2 separate regions of the Sus scrofa genome follow, and region 2 is linked to region 1. A link is a contact called in public promoter capture Hi-C data. All regions are on one chromosome and are shown on one strand. Each heading gives the region's core, a stretch centred on a gene start, on an enhancer-like site or on the middle of the called end of the contact. The rest is flanking DNA. Distances are from core to core; before and after follow the strand shown.

Region 1 (7,624 bases), core at 3,731-6,230:
CAACATGGCTCTAACTTTAGGCAAATAAAACAAAGAAAGGGCAGTTGAAAATCTAGTTTACTGAGAAGCAGGTAGCCGAAAGTATTTTAACATGAAACTCTCTTGTGACCTATGAGGCCTTATGTAAATGCAAACAATGACTAATCCTTCAAGGACATTCCAGGCACAGGGCAAGTTATACAAAGTTACAAGTTAAGGGGGTAACTTTATGGTTGCATTCTTATGCATCTTGATAAAAATTAGTCTCTAAAATACTTAAAATGAATGTTTATTTTCTGGTTAATTAGAAAAAAAAAAAAACCTTCACGAGACATAAATATTTTCTTCATTTGTTGAGTCCTCATACTCTCTGTTGATCTTTGCACCCATGAAGTGCTTGAAAGTATCAGAGTTCTAAAAAGTGAAGCTAAGGTTAAGTGACCCATCTAAGACCACATGTACAGAAAACGGCACTGAAATCTAGGTTCCTTGGTACCATATTCAGGCATCATTCATTTATTTAATAAAATTCATTAAATATTAAATGCTTATAATCCAATATTTATAAGATCCCTGCCAGCCAAGTTTATAGTTTATTATAAAACATTTAATACAAGTTTTTAATTTTGTGTGCTTTCAGAATAATTAACATATTCAGATGAAGGCATCAATAATTAGGATTATAACCAGAATCCATTAAGCTTACTTTATGCATAGCATCAAATAAATTGTAAAATTAGAAAAATGCCAATGGACAGGAATTTAAATGCAGAATCCATTACCAGATTTTTGGCACCTCAAGAGTCATTTGTTTATTTTGACAAAAGACCTTTTGGGGCTCTTGTATAGTTATTATTTTTTTTTATTTTATTTTTTTGGCTTCTACCACACATATGGAAATTCCCAGGCCAGGGCTTGAACCCGTGCCAGAGCTATAACTAGAGCCACAGCAGTGACAAAGCCAGATCCTTAACCTGCTGAGCCACCAGGGAACTCCCTCTTGTATAGTTACTGAAAGGCACACCATACAGCCATGTTCAACATGACTGCATTTCCTTTTTTATTTCTTGTAAACTGAGAATAGATTTGCTTTCTCCATAATTCTATGAGAGGCTTCCACAGAAGAGATTTCCAGAGTAGCCTATATGAATGCACTCAAGATATACATCTAGAAGAAGTAGAATGATGTTTTTCATATTTTGTATATTGTATGAAACCAGGTCAGAGTGATCATGCTCACAGATGCTAGCCAGCTACAATCTCGGTCACAGGATGTTACTACTGGATGGCAGGTACACGTTCATCTTCACTTAGGCCGAGGAGAATATTTTGGGATATTTGGTCTTTTGCCCTTAGTTAAAGCCAGTCTATTGTGTGTAGTAAACACACACACACACACACACACACACACACACACACACACACACACACACACACACACAACGCCCCCCTGCTTTGCTCTCACAGAGTCTTGCCAGAAAAAGGCTGTTATATATCAACTTGGGGTTGTGAGAATATATGTTTTTAGCCTTGACTTAACACATTAGAGCATTCTTGTAAGCCCACTGTTTCATTGGGCCTTTATACCATTATGATTTATAATCACATTAAATAACACCTTGTATTGGTCAGAATAGGGTAGGCTATGTTCTCTTAACAAATAAATCCTGAAATCTCAGTGACTAGACATAATGATGGTTTCTTGCTCACACAGAGGCCAGTGTAAGTCAAGCAGCCTGTCTTTATCTTTTAGCAACTCCATGTTGTAGCGACTCCATCTGAAACATGAGGCTATTAAAGCAGAAAAAGGCAGGAACGGAAGAGACTTACTCAGTCTTCATGCCCTTTACCCAGAAGTGACATAAACTGCTTTCATTCAAGCACTATTAGTTAGAACTCGTCACATGGCCCCAGTAGAACAGTGAGAGAAGCCAGGAAATGCAGTGTCTTGCAGATCATGGATATTGTTAGCTCCAACTGCCTCTGCCATCTGTTGCTTAAAATCACTCTATCATCTCTTTCCTCCATTTGGCAAATGTTATTAATTACCTTCTATCTGGAGGAATTTGTGCTGGATGCTGGAAGATTACAAACATGAGTAAACGGTCATCTCTGCCCTTCCACAGCCTAAAAGACAGGGGAGATAGAACCAAATTGTAATATACCCATACTGTGAAGCATCAGAAAATGCTCCAAATAGAGGCATATACCATGTTCTTTGGGAAAGGTCACAAAGATGGGAAGGATTCCTATTGAAGTAGTACTTGAAATGCTACAGAGGTGATGACAAAGCTGCTGGGCTTTAAAAGAAAAAAAGAAAAGAATGTCTCAGACATGTTTGAAATGGAGAAAAGGGAGAGGAATGAAAAAAGACAGAAAAAAGCGAAAAGACATTACATAGCTGAGGAATGAAAGTGCAGAGAACCTGGAATATGAGGCTGTGGGAATGTAGTATATGTTTGGGTTTTATGAGTTTGTACATTGTTATGTTTTCACTAGGTCACTTATTGTAAAACATGAGTCATTGGAATATTGAGTATATTGCTATCCTTTACTTCTCCCATTGTTATTTCACCTTATAAATAGAAATCAAGGTAGAAATTTTACCAAAAACATTACAAGTTCTGTTTATATGATTTGCTTTTCCCCTAAATTGTACTTTTTCTCAACTTCTGAAGAATAGTAATACTGCATGTCATAGGAGAAATTGATTGGATTTATTCCCACCTAACTCTCTTTTCAGATTCCTTCCTTTTTTTTTTTTTTTTTTTTTGTCTTTTTGTCTTTTTGCCTTTTCTAGGGCCACTCCTGCGGCATATGGAGGTTCCCAGGCTTGGGGTCTAATTGGAGCAGTAGCTGCTGGGCTACACCAAAGCCACAGCAACACGTGATCCAAGCTGCATCAAGGCAACGTTGGATCCTTAACCCACTGAGCAAGGCCAGGGATCGAACCTGAAACCTCATGGTTCCTAGTCGGATTTGTTAACCAAAGAGCCAGGATGGGAACTCCCAGATTCCTTTCTAAGCCAACTAAATATTTACATAGCATGCCCAACCATAGCAACAAGGCAATTTAGAAATGAACACCCAAATATTGACACTGGGGCAGTAGATTAACTGGATTCAGAGTTTTAATTGTTGGAAAAACAGGATTTAAAATGAAAACTTGCTACAATTATAATACATATAATGATATAGGTAGTGATGTTTAAGAGTTTGGCAGTGGGCTAAATAGGCCAAGAATATGGGGCTGTGAAAAACACAGGACTACAAGATGAAAAAGAAAAATCAAAGGCAAGGAAAAGGGAGAGTGGGGTCAAAATTCAAGAAATGCATCGTCTTTCTCCTTCTCCTTTTAAAGAAAATAAAAATGATGATTGAGCTGGAAAAATGTCAGAAGCATGCCCCCAAGAACATGACCTTGATATGTGTATCTTGATGTTGTTCCTTTTTAAAATTTAACATTCTTTTTTGCAATGAAATGAAAAGTTTAAAGTTACTGTTTGACTATATTATCCATCATTATCAAAAAACTATTATATCTTACATAAATGTCAGTTTACAATTTTTAGCTTAAAATAAGTCTAAAGTCCTATCTGGAAGTTTTGCCTTAGTTCCTTAGTTTCCAAACTACCTGTCTCTCTGCAATACTGTTTTCCAAACTTTTTGAAGTTACTAATATTGGCCATCATTTTATTCATATCATATTATCAACTTCACATATATCATCTCACCTAAATCTTCTATCAGTAATAAAAAGTTGATTTTATTTCTATTTTGTAACTGCAGAAACTAAAATTCAAGTTTTGTCCAAGCCTACAGACTAGCTTTGGCAGAAGTAAGGCAATGTGAATTTAGCCAAATGACTTAAATTGTTTCCAAATTTGTAAAATGTGAATAATGTAATAGAGTGATTGTATTCATTGAGATAATCCATATAAAAAGAACAGTGACCGACAATGATAACTATTTAATAAATAATTATTTTATTATAACTACCATCTTGTTTTTTTGATTCTTTGTCCTTCAGGCTTCCAAATTCCAGTTATTTTAACTAAATTATCTTGGCTTTTTAGAAATGATCTAATTTCTAGAATAAACAAGGAAAACGTCTAGGAAGTTATATTTTTATCTTAGATTAATGTAACATTTTATCTTTTTCACTTTTTTGGAGCAGGAATTGGGGAGAGGCAGTTAAATTGACAGAAAAACTGGACTAGGAATGCTCAAAACCAAGCCCACGTTTATTCTTCTGGGTTGTTTGTTTCTAAGTAGTACTTTACTTCAACCTTAAAAATATTAAAGGAACCCGATGTAAATGTTCATTTCCAGCCCTTCCTCTTTCTAACTTTCCCGGAAATATGTTGGAGACACGGAGTAAAAATAAAGGTAGAAGAAACCAAACCAAGACTGGAATTACCATTATCACTAGCACCACGTATTGTCGAATAACTAAATCCTATTTTGAAGAATTAAATAATTTGAATCATTTACAAATGACTTTCATTTCTTTCCTACGTGCAAGGTCTTCTGAGTGCTACTCCTTCACGCACGGGGTAAACCGTATTTTCCCCCTCAGAGTGATACCTGGCTGGCGAGTCTAATCTCCAACACTGCCATCCCCTCTCCCCTCGCGCCCGCCAAAAGATTTCAACTGAAAAAACGGTCCAACAACTTGTCTCCAAGCTCACAAGGAGACTTCTCTCCCTGCTTTCGGCCAAGTTCTTCTCGTTTCGCACTGCCTGCCTCACCTACAGGTTGCACCACTCCCCGGGGTATCTGAACAGAGCTACCACACACCTGGCTCTTAGATTAGGCTCTTAGGTTAGGCGCCAAAGCACTTGGGGGCGAATGAAGCGTGCGCCGACCGATTTGGACCTACAGTTCTCTTTACCAGACTTGTTTACCCTCTGGGTCAAAACTAAAATCTGAAGTGGAGCGCCTGGAGCCACAGAGTTAAGTGTCTACGGCGTTGACAGTCATTTGGAGCATGCTCAGTCCGTCTGGAGTCGCCCGGCGGCGGCTGGCCCCCACCCGAGGACCCGGGGCTCCCGCAACGCCCCGGGTGCTCACCCCGCCCTCCTCGGTGCCCCCATCTCCGCTTCCCCCCAGCGCGCAGCGCATGGCCCCGGGCACCCACAAGGGCACTCAGTCGCACCTCCCCCGCCTCCTCTCCCCGCCTCCTCCTCCACCTCCTCGGGCTGCGGCGAGGGAGGACTCGTCCAGGGACCTAAATAAATAAATAATTCCATTCACCCGGTGACCGCAAGGCGAATCTGCTGTGGCTGGCGGGAAACGGATCTCTGCAGCGCCCAGCCTGTGCTGGAGACCAGGTAAAGTAAGTTACACCCCGGGAGGAAAGGAGGAGAGGAGGGGGCGCCGGCAGAGAGGAAGGGGAACGCGCATCTGTTACCAGAGCTACCCGGGGAACCACGCGCGTGTGTAAAAGTAATGGCTAGCTTGTGACACGCGCACCAAAGCCGAGCTTGCCCGCGAGCCCTTATATAGACAAAAATTCCCGAAGCGGCCCCAGGAGGAGAGTTCGCGTCACCCCGGCGCGCCGACAGCAGCGGGGCAGTTGCCGGGGCGCGGTGGGGCGCGGGCTTGGAGCGCGCGCGCGCGTCGGGGAGGGGGGCCCGAGGGACTCGGGCGGGGAGTGCGGGGAGTGCGGGGTGTGCCCGCGTGCTTCCGGGCGGGAGGTGCCCAAGCTGCGGGGCTTTTGCTCCGAGGCTCAGGCAGCGCAGCGCTCCTCCCTCTCTGTCTTTGGCACACGGGTCTCCCGGGCAGGTTCCCGCCTGGCGTATTCCCGGGTGCTCTTCTCGTCAGCATCCAGTCTCCGGCCCACGAGCACCCCAGGGTGGCCTCGTGCGGCAGAAGTTGGGGATCTGGGGGTGGTGAGAGTGTGTGTAGGGAACGTCTTTTTTAGCAGATTTTCGGGGCTTGGAGAGGCTGAGAGGAGGGGATGAATTACCAAGGGGGTCGATTTTTTTCTATTTCTGTCCCCAGGTAGCGTGGCGGGAGCGAGGCAGGTGGAAATGTGTGTGCAGACGAGGCCCGCCCCGGGGATAGAAAAGGAACTTGACCCGGGCAGAGGAGGGCTTGTGTCTCCTGGGCTCATGCTGGGTTTCCTGCCCGGGCCGCTGCGCCACGTTGGGGGTGCCAGGCCTGGCCAGGTAGCGCGGGAGGCTCACTGTTCACGTGGGAACTGCCTCCTCTTTCGGCGGATTCTGTTTGGTAGCTGCTTTCTCCCCCCCATTTTCTCCTTTACTTCCGTGAAAAGGATTGCAGACTGCTTTCGCAAGGGCAGTCATGCCCAAAGCTACTTTACTGGTGGGGCTAGGGAGGGAATTTTGTGGATTTTGTCAGGGAAATTAACATCCGCGCGCGCACACACACACACACACACACGCACACGCACACGAGTGATTTCTCTACAAATACCTGTGCCTTTCCTTCCTGGAGCAGTACTGAATGGGCTGGTTTGCATGAAGGCAGGCTGGTGGTAGTAGGAAAGCCAATTTTTTTTTTTTTTTTTTTTTTTGGCTTTTTGCCATTTTCTTGGGCCGCTCTCTTGGCATATGGAGATTCCCAGGCTAGGGGTCGAATAAGAGCTGTAGCCACCGGCCTACGCCAGAGCCACAGCAACGCGGGATCCGAGCCGCGTCTGCAAGCTACACCACAGCTCAGGGCAACACCGGATCCTTAACCCACTGAGCAAAGGGCAGGGATCGAACCCGCAACCTCATGGTTCCTAGTCAGATTCGTCAACCACTGCACCACGACGCAAACTCCGGAAAGCTAATATTTTATCTTTCTCTTTTCTCTGGTCTAATAAGGGAGGCAGCAGAGGAATAAAACCTCTGGGCAGAGATGAGGGTGATGTGAAAAAGTCTGGGCAAAAGCAAACAGTGGGCACTAGATGCCCTTTCCTGGAACCCCATGCCTTATGGCTAAATCCAAACTGGGAACTCAGGAGGGCCACAAACTTTCAGCAGACACGTTGACTTGAATGTGCAGTGTCATTGGAACCACAAGAACTAAGTGTATTTGGGGGAGTGTGGCTGAAAAATTTGAGTTGGGTGGTGGCTGCAGAGAATAGATGAGGGCTGAACAAGCTGGCTCTTATTTGGCCCTGGTGGGGCAATGTAGCTCCACTTTATGCTTCTGAGTGCATTGCATTTAAAGCAGTCTAAATCAGCAGGGGACTGAATGATTTCAGTGAAAGGGAAAGATTACCTTAAGCAACTCAGTGTGTTGTGTAACAACTCATAAAGTCAGAAACTAGTTTTTGCAAAATTCCCATCAATAGTTAGCCGTTACGTACTGGTTTTCACCCCAGGGATTGTTTTAATAATGTAAGTGATCTGAAATTTTAACACTTGTTTCCCAATGCCCCAGTTAGTGCCTGCATCTTCCTGTAAATGCTCAGTTCATTTCTAAACATGCATTTACTCTTTATAACTGGCCTTGAGCCCTCTTGAAGGGAAAGAAGGAGGAAAGACCTACCAAAATACCCTTTAGCCAGAGTTATGTTCTTGGATCATGGATCTAAAGTAAAAGAAGTCTGCATTTGCTTTTCATCCTACGTTCATTCGCCAGTTTTTGAGACATTCACATGGAAAAAACGTAATTAAATTTAGAGATG
Region 2 (7,314 bases), core at 3,727-6,226, 2.3 Mb after region 1:
GACAAGAAAGGTGCAGAGTCAAAAGGTTAATGACAATCACCAAGCAAACACTACATTTTTCTAAAGTTAACTAAGGAAGCATCAATGAAGACAATCATTCCAAATAAGCAGATACAACCCCTGGCTTATATTCAATAATCTGTGTGATTCAAGGGAAAGTAACATTTCTCATCATTTATCTACTTAGTTATTCAGCAGAGAAAATACTCAGTAGTGGAATTTCACTAGTTTAGAATTAACAGACAATATCTTAGTATACGTGCTTCCAGAGCAGGGGCAATACATACAGTTTCTTATTTCTCGTCATAATTGAGAGTAGAAGCATAAGTACAATAAGTAGAATTTCCATAAATTAGTAAACTGAGGCCACTAGAAAGTTGATTGCTATAATCAAGACCATCAAGCTTAAAAAAACGACAAAATTCACAACTAAAGGCTGAGCAATCTCCACCCAAATGGACTGGAAAACTTAAAAAAGATATCCTACTCCAGAAGAAAAAGAGGAGGCCACATCAAGAGGTAGGAGGGGCAATTTCATGATATAAACAACCCCATACCTTTGGGGTGGGAAGCTCCACAGACTGAAAACTAACTGGTTCACAGAGACTAACCTACAGAAGTGAGAGTTCTGAGCCCCACATCAAACCCTCATGTGAGGGGATCTGGCACTGGGAGAAAGAGCCCCTGGGGAATCTGGCATTGAAGGCCAGTGGGGCTTGTGCAGGAACTCCACGGGACTGGGGGAAATGGAGACCCCATTCTTAAAAGGCGCACACGGGCTTTCACGTGCACTGGGTCCCAGGGCAGAGCGAGGTCTCCATAGGAATCTGGGTCAAACCTGACTGCAGTTCTTGGAGGACATCCTGGGAAAACAGGGGTGAATGTGGCTTGTTGTGAGGGAAGGACATTGAAAGCAAAGCTCTAGGAATATTCAGCAGCCATGCCTTTCTCTGGAGGGGGCCATTTTGGGAAAATCTGGCCCCACCCATCGGTCAGTTCTGAGAAGCCCCAGGGCAAACAACAATCCAGGTGGGATCACAGCCCCACCCCTCAGTAAACAGGCTACCTAAAGACCCCTCAGGCACACAGCTGCCTCTAATCCCATCCAGAGACTAAGACCCACCCACCAGAGGGATTAGAATCAGCTCCACCTGCCAGTGGGCAGGCATCAGTCCCTCCCATCAGGAAGCCTACAGCAAGCCCCCATACTGACTTCAGCCACAAGGGGGGCAGACACCAGAAGTAAGAAAGGCTACAACTCTATTATATGTAAAAAGGTCACCACACCAAAAACCTATAAAAATGAAAAGACAGAGAACTATAACTCAGATGAGGGAGAAAGGAAAAACCCCAGAAAATCAGCTAAGTGATGAGATTCTCAGCCCCAGGAAAAAGATTTTAGATTGTTGATGCTGAAGATGATGCAAGACATTGGAAATAAACTGGAGGCAAAGATGGATAACTTACAGGAAACACTGACCGAAGAGATACAAAATATCAAACTTAAGAGATGCAAAATACAATAACAAATAAAAAATTCACTAGAAGCAGCTAACAGCAGAATACAGGAGGCAGAAGAACGAATAAGCTTTAGGTGGAGGACAGATTAGAAGAAATTACGAATGCAGAACAGAAAAGAGAAAAAAGATTGAAAACAAATGAAGAGAGTTTCAGAGAACTCTGGGACAACATTAAATGCACCAATATCTGTATTATAGGGGTGCCAGAAGGAGAAGAGAGAGAGAAGGGGACAGAAAACATATTCCAAGAGATAATAGCCGAAAATTTCCCTCACATGGGAAAGGAACCACTCACTCAAATCCAGGAAGCACAACGAGTACCATATAAAATAAACCCAAGGAGGAATATACCGAGACACATATTAATCAAACTAACCAACATTAAAGACAAAGAGAAAATCTTGAAAGCAGCTAGGGAAAAGAAACAAGTAACATACAAGGGAACCCCAATAAGGTTATCAGCAGATTTTTCAGCAGAAACTCTGCAGGCCAGGAGGGAGTGGCATGGTATACTCAACGTGATAAAAGAAAAAAACCTCCAACCAAGATTACTCTACCCAGCAAGGCTTTCATTCAGATTTGAAGGAGAAATCAAAACCTTCACAGATAAGCAAAAGCTTAGGGAATACAGCAACACTAAACCAGCCTTACAACAAATACTAAAGGAACTTCTCTAGGCAGAAAAGAAAAGACAGCTCAATAGGAAACAAAAATTCCACAAATGACAAGGCTCACCAGTAAAGGTATAAAAACAGTAAAAATACTAAGTCATCCATGCACAAATATACCACCAAAATCAGAAATCATGAGCAGAGGTGTGTAAAAATGCAGGACACTGGAGATGAAATTGCAATTAAGAGAACAACACCTTAAAACAATCTCATATACATATAGACTCTTACATCAAAACTTCAGAATAACCGCAAACCAAAAATCTACAATTGATACACAAACAAGGAATCTCTGGAGAAGAAATATATCTCATAGTAAATAAGTGCATAATCCACCGTGAAGGGGGTCATTTGACATCATTCTTGGAATGCTGAAGTCTTCTTAGATCTAATTCTGATTTCCTCTCCATCAAAGAACTTATGATAATTATAATTAAATAATGCAACTGTATAATTAAATAATACAGTTCTCCAATTGTATTATTAATAACCATTTCTCTCCATGGTACAATGTAAAGTCTATAATGTCTTGCTTATCTCATCACCTAGAATGGTATAATGCCTATATTGAAGAATCAATAAGATGTAACAAATTGAGAGGACATATTTATATAGTTACACTGTTTTTTAACCAATTTATGCATTTTATATTTTACTTATTTTCAGAGAGTGTATTATTTTTGTTATTCTTATCAGTTGTTATTCTTTTTATTATGCTATATAAAATATTTAATGGTATATACAGCTTTCTTCTCTATAAGTTTTAGTTGCCTAACATACACAATTTTAATATAATGCTAATTTTTAAAGAAAAATTGAAATGTAATAGATAATACTAAATTGTAAATATGAAAGCCATACAAAATGGGATAAAGTATAGAATAAATTTCAAAAGAAAAAAAAAGACCATCAAGCTTAGTAGAAAAATAAAAACCCACCCAACTCCTAGATTGTGGAGCTAGAATGCTTGGTTTCAAATGTGGGTTCCGCCACTTGCTTCAATTCCTCATCTACAGAATGGGAATAATAATAATACCTACCTCATAGAGTTGTGAGGATCAAAATAATACTTTAAAGTGTTTAGAATCTGATTTAGCACTTTATAAGTGCTCGTTAAATAAAATATTGTGACTGTTATTTCTTTCTTGACTCTGAAAGCAACTAGTTAGGTCTACAAAATGACCTCATCAATCTGACATATAATTCAAATTGACATTGAACTTTTATACATCTTATCCTTTTACCTCATTACCTTGAACACGGTGCAAATGAAGAAGAGGTTATTTTATTTTGTTTCATGGATACAGATTTCGACATATTACCAATGCACTTTGAAAGGGAACTGAACAGCATGAGTGTGCCTGAGGTATCAGTCCTCAATTATATTTATAAACAATAGAGTATGTTTACCTTCAAAGTAACTTCTTCCAACAGTTTTATTGAGATATAATTTACACACCATTACAATTCATCCTGCCAACAGTGAAAAAGATTAGTTGTTTATTGATTGGTTATTATGTTCCAGGAATAGACACCATTGTCTTGCTTAATCTGCAGAAAAATTCTTTAACATAAGTATTACCTAATGACTAAACTATAAGTTAAATGCTTTGCAACTAGAGGTTGAAGTGAAGTTTTGAACATGAAGTCACTATTCTTCCCATACCATGCTGCCTCTCTTAGGAAAATACTACGCTCTCTTTCAGAGGTTGAGTGGGAAAGAAGGGAGGTGTGACCCTTTGATGATACTCATAGTTAAACAAATTATGTTTATTTTAACCTGTCAAAAGAAAAGTCAAATAGTACAAGCAATACAGTACCTGGAAGCTGTTTCAGAATTTCAAATCAAGGATAACACGAAAGTGCAAAATAGTATTATTTTAAAGGAAATAAGCAATCATAATGTTGCTATATGCAAATTATAATGCCAATATACATTACCGTAACTTGGAAGGGGTCAGCACTTCTTACTAGCATATTGCACCCATTTACTGCATTCCCACCAAATGAGTTATGGTAGAGGTCGAAAATAAGTAAAAAAAGAGAGATTATGTAGGAATTCTTATTCATCTTTAGCCTTTTCACATCACGTTATCTTAAAGTCAAATCTCTGGACATCTTCATGCTTGGAACTACTTAAGCAGTTTGCCACAATTCATTAATTAAACACATATTTAGGTAGTTCTTATGTGTTAGGCAGCATTGTGCTAGGCACCAGTTGTAAAAGGTTAAAAAAAAAAAAAAAAGCTAGCATAACCCAGTTTACCTTTTAGTTCAAGCTTTCATAAGGAGAAGTAATGGGTGTATTATAGTGAATAGACAGCCGACGGGTTGGGTATAAACTTGCCTGTCCACTTACGGCATGACCTTAGCATTTGATTTCTGAGACTCGATTTCCCCATTTATAAAGTAATTGGCGTCAAATAATAGGTATTATCTAGCTTCAGGTGTATACATTATGGGAAGATAAGAATATATGACTTCATAACATTGAGGAGAGTTTCTCGCCCATCTTTTCTCCCTTTAGTACCCGGCATTATTCGATATATATTTCACACCCTGTTCACTGAGGAACTGGAACATGTTTTTCATTGCAGCTTAGCTGCCAGGGTGTGCCTGGGGAGGCGTCACAAAGAGCCTATAAAAGGTCTCCACCTACAGCAATAGTAGAAGCGCAAGGAAGAGCCCAGAAAGAGCACTGCGGCTAAGCGTTCGGTTTCGGATTGTTCTCCATTTGGTCCAAAATTCATTGAGTTTAGGTTCTGCGACTCGCAACGAAAGACTCGAGTCACGGAGTTGCTGAAATCCTCTGCCATATTTTAGTCGTCCCCACGCCCCCCGCCTCGCCCCACCCTCAAGCGTGAGTGAATGCGCAAATAAGGGTTTTCAGGCGTCTGTGGGAAAGAGGGAGGGGAAGGCAGAAGTCGAGGATGGATCGGGCGGTAGCACCGCTCAAGCGAGAGAGGACCGAGGCCCTAGAGAGGAGACTTAAAACCAGGCGGTCCCCGGCCGGAGGAGGCCGAGGCGAGCTGCTGGACGGCGGGGGCCGATGGGGAGCAGCAGACCATGGCAATGCACTCACTCCGCCCGGAGCCAACTCTTGTCTGCAGGCGCACCCCCCCACCCTTACGTCTCTTTTGGTTTCGACCTGCTGACTGGGAGGGGCCGCGGGACGCCATTCCCACAATGCTCTGGAGCGTGCCGCCGCTGTCGCTGCCGCCTCCGCTACCGCTAGTGGAAGAAGATGGCGGAAGGCGGAGCGGCAGATCTGGACATCCAGCGGTCTGACATCGCGACGCTGCTCAAAACCTCCCTCCGGAAAGGAGACACCTGGTAAGGGAAAGCGACTGAGATGGCTGTGGTTGCCCGAGGGTGGTGGAGAACTGGGCGGGAACTGCGGGCTGGTGTCTTTCGCTGGTGACAGGTGCGGGCAGGTCCGGCGGCGGCCGCCTTCGGGCAGCAGGATTTTGGCCGCTCCGGAAAGATTGGGGCAAAGATCGGACCTGAAATGAGGGCCGGGGTTCGTGGCTCGTCGGGGCATGCTGGGAGCCTTGCGGGGAGCGGCGGCGGCGGCTCGTGCAGTTCTCTTCGTCCTTTTTCCTCTGGTAGTGCCGCTCCCACCTCAGGCCTTCCCAAAGGATAGGTTACAGTCGTTGGGTGCGAGTCTCTTAATGTTTGACAGGTCTTGGTCCCACGGTGGATCGCGATCTCACCCTCTTTACTTCTTTAGTCATTTCCTTTCCCGGCATTGTCGACATCCAAGTTCCCTGTTCTGATTCTCGTATTCTTCCGGGAGGCCGACTGCAGGATGTCTGCGGTTCGTACTGCACAGGTGGCATGTGTCAGGGCGCCACTTAAGAGAGAGGAACCTTAGTTTCTGGTTCCTTGTCAAAAGGAGGGAGAGGAGTCGGGAACCTTAGGCTTCTGAGTGATAGATACCACGTGGTCCTGTGCTTTAGTGGAGGCTGGATAGACTCCGGCAGCGTTTCTTTTAGAAGTGCAGCCTTTCCCTCCGGTTTGAAGGATAACATAGGCCTGCAAAATGTAGATAAGTCTACTTGAGGCTTAAGTCACTTGCTAACATTCAAACTTATGAAATACGAAATGCTACAGTTTGAAATACTGAACGAAGTATTTGGTGATTTTAATGTTTGTGGGCCATATCAAGTGATATCCAGAATAACTTCAGTTATGTGAATATGTAACACAAATGCTGTGTTTTATTAGGAAGGCTAATGTACTGCTTTATTACAATAAAAATTTTCACTTCCCATCTTCACCGTAACAGTGGCATATAATTTGCGGAGTGTTTTTTCGTTTACTCAATATTGCTTAGTGGAAGGAGCCTAAGATTTAGACCCGCGTTAGGTTACCTTTCCACCACTTAACTTGCAGTATGACTTTGAGGAAGGTTAATTTAAACCATTGCACCTTCGTATCTTCATCTATGAAGTGGACAAGAATAATTTCATTATAGGAGTTTACTTGACTTCAGTGAAATGTTCTAAAAGATTTTCTGTTTATGAGAAATTAAATCTTAGTTATCTTATCACTGTCATTTCTGATAAAATGCCAAGGTATTAGGATCATTTTCAAGTAAGCTAAATAGATGGCAGACATGGGACTTGAATTTTAATACTTTGATGTAAGTCTTGGTACTTTTATCCTACTTTGTTAGGCTGCATACTATGTTTATATGATCCCTGAGGGTGTAAATATATTTTTGTTGCATTACAGAAAAAAAAAAATCAGACTTAAAAATCATTGTTGTGCATATTGGAGTGTTCTTCCAATGTGTGCCTCCAGGCGTTTATTACTGTGGGGAAATTGGACTTTTCCTAGGACATTTATGTTTGCCTTGCCCTATGGATCCTTACAGATGAAATGAATGCTTGCTTCTTATTGTTTGTTAAAGGGCACTTTAGGGAGTTCCCTGGTGATCTAGTGATTAGGACTTGGCACTTGCACTGTTGCAGCCCAGGGTCCAATCCCTGATCTGGGAATCCCACTGAATGCTGAAAAAAAAAAAAAAAAGAACTTAAAAAATTTCAGATTCTTAATTTACTTTGCCTGTTACCACCTCATAAAAAGATAAATGTAGATTTCCACAAAATAGAAATCTA

The links. Promoter capture Hi-C pulls out the DNA fragments that hold promoters and counts their contacts.
Region 2: a promoter capture Hi-C map of liver shows a contact between it and region 1, with 7 times the contacts expected there. The contact joins the promoter of USP15 here to the promoter of SLC16A7 in region 1. A contact is called at or near these places in 1 of 5 promoter capture datasets (liver) and 1 of 2 datasets of contacts at active chromatin or transcription factors (alveolar macrophages).

The regions. Positions count from the first base shown.
Region 1 is chr5:24,708,029-24,715,652 of Sscrofa11.1, forward strand. It overlaps SLC16A7 (monocarboxylate transporter 2), which reads left to right and starts at 4,981. Exons shown (of 7, transcript XM_003126337.5): 1 at 4,981-5,312. LOC102167026 (a long non-coding RNA gene) reads right to left here and starts at 4,867. Exons shown (of 3, transcript XR_002343996.1): 1 at 4,780-4,867; 2 at 2,029-2,106.
Region 2 is chr5:26,959,404-26,966,717 of Sscrofa11.1, forward strand. USP15 (ubiquitin carboxyl-terminal hydrolase 15) reads left to right here and starts at 4,977. Exons shown (of 21, transcript XM_003126341.6): 1 at 4,977-5,524. The coding sequence starts at 5,436.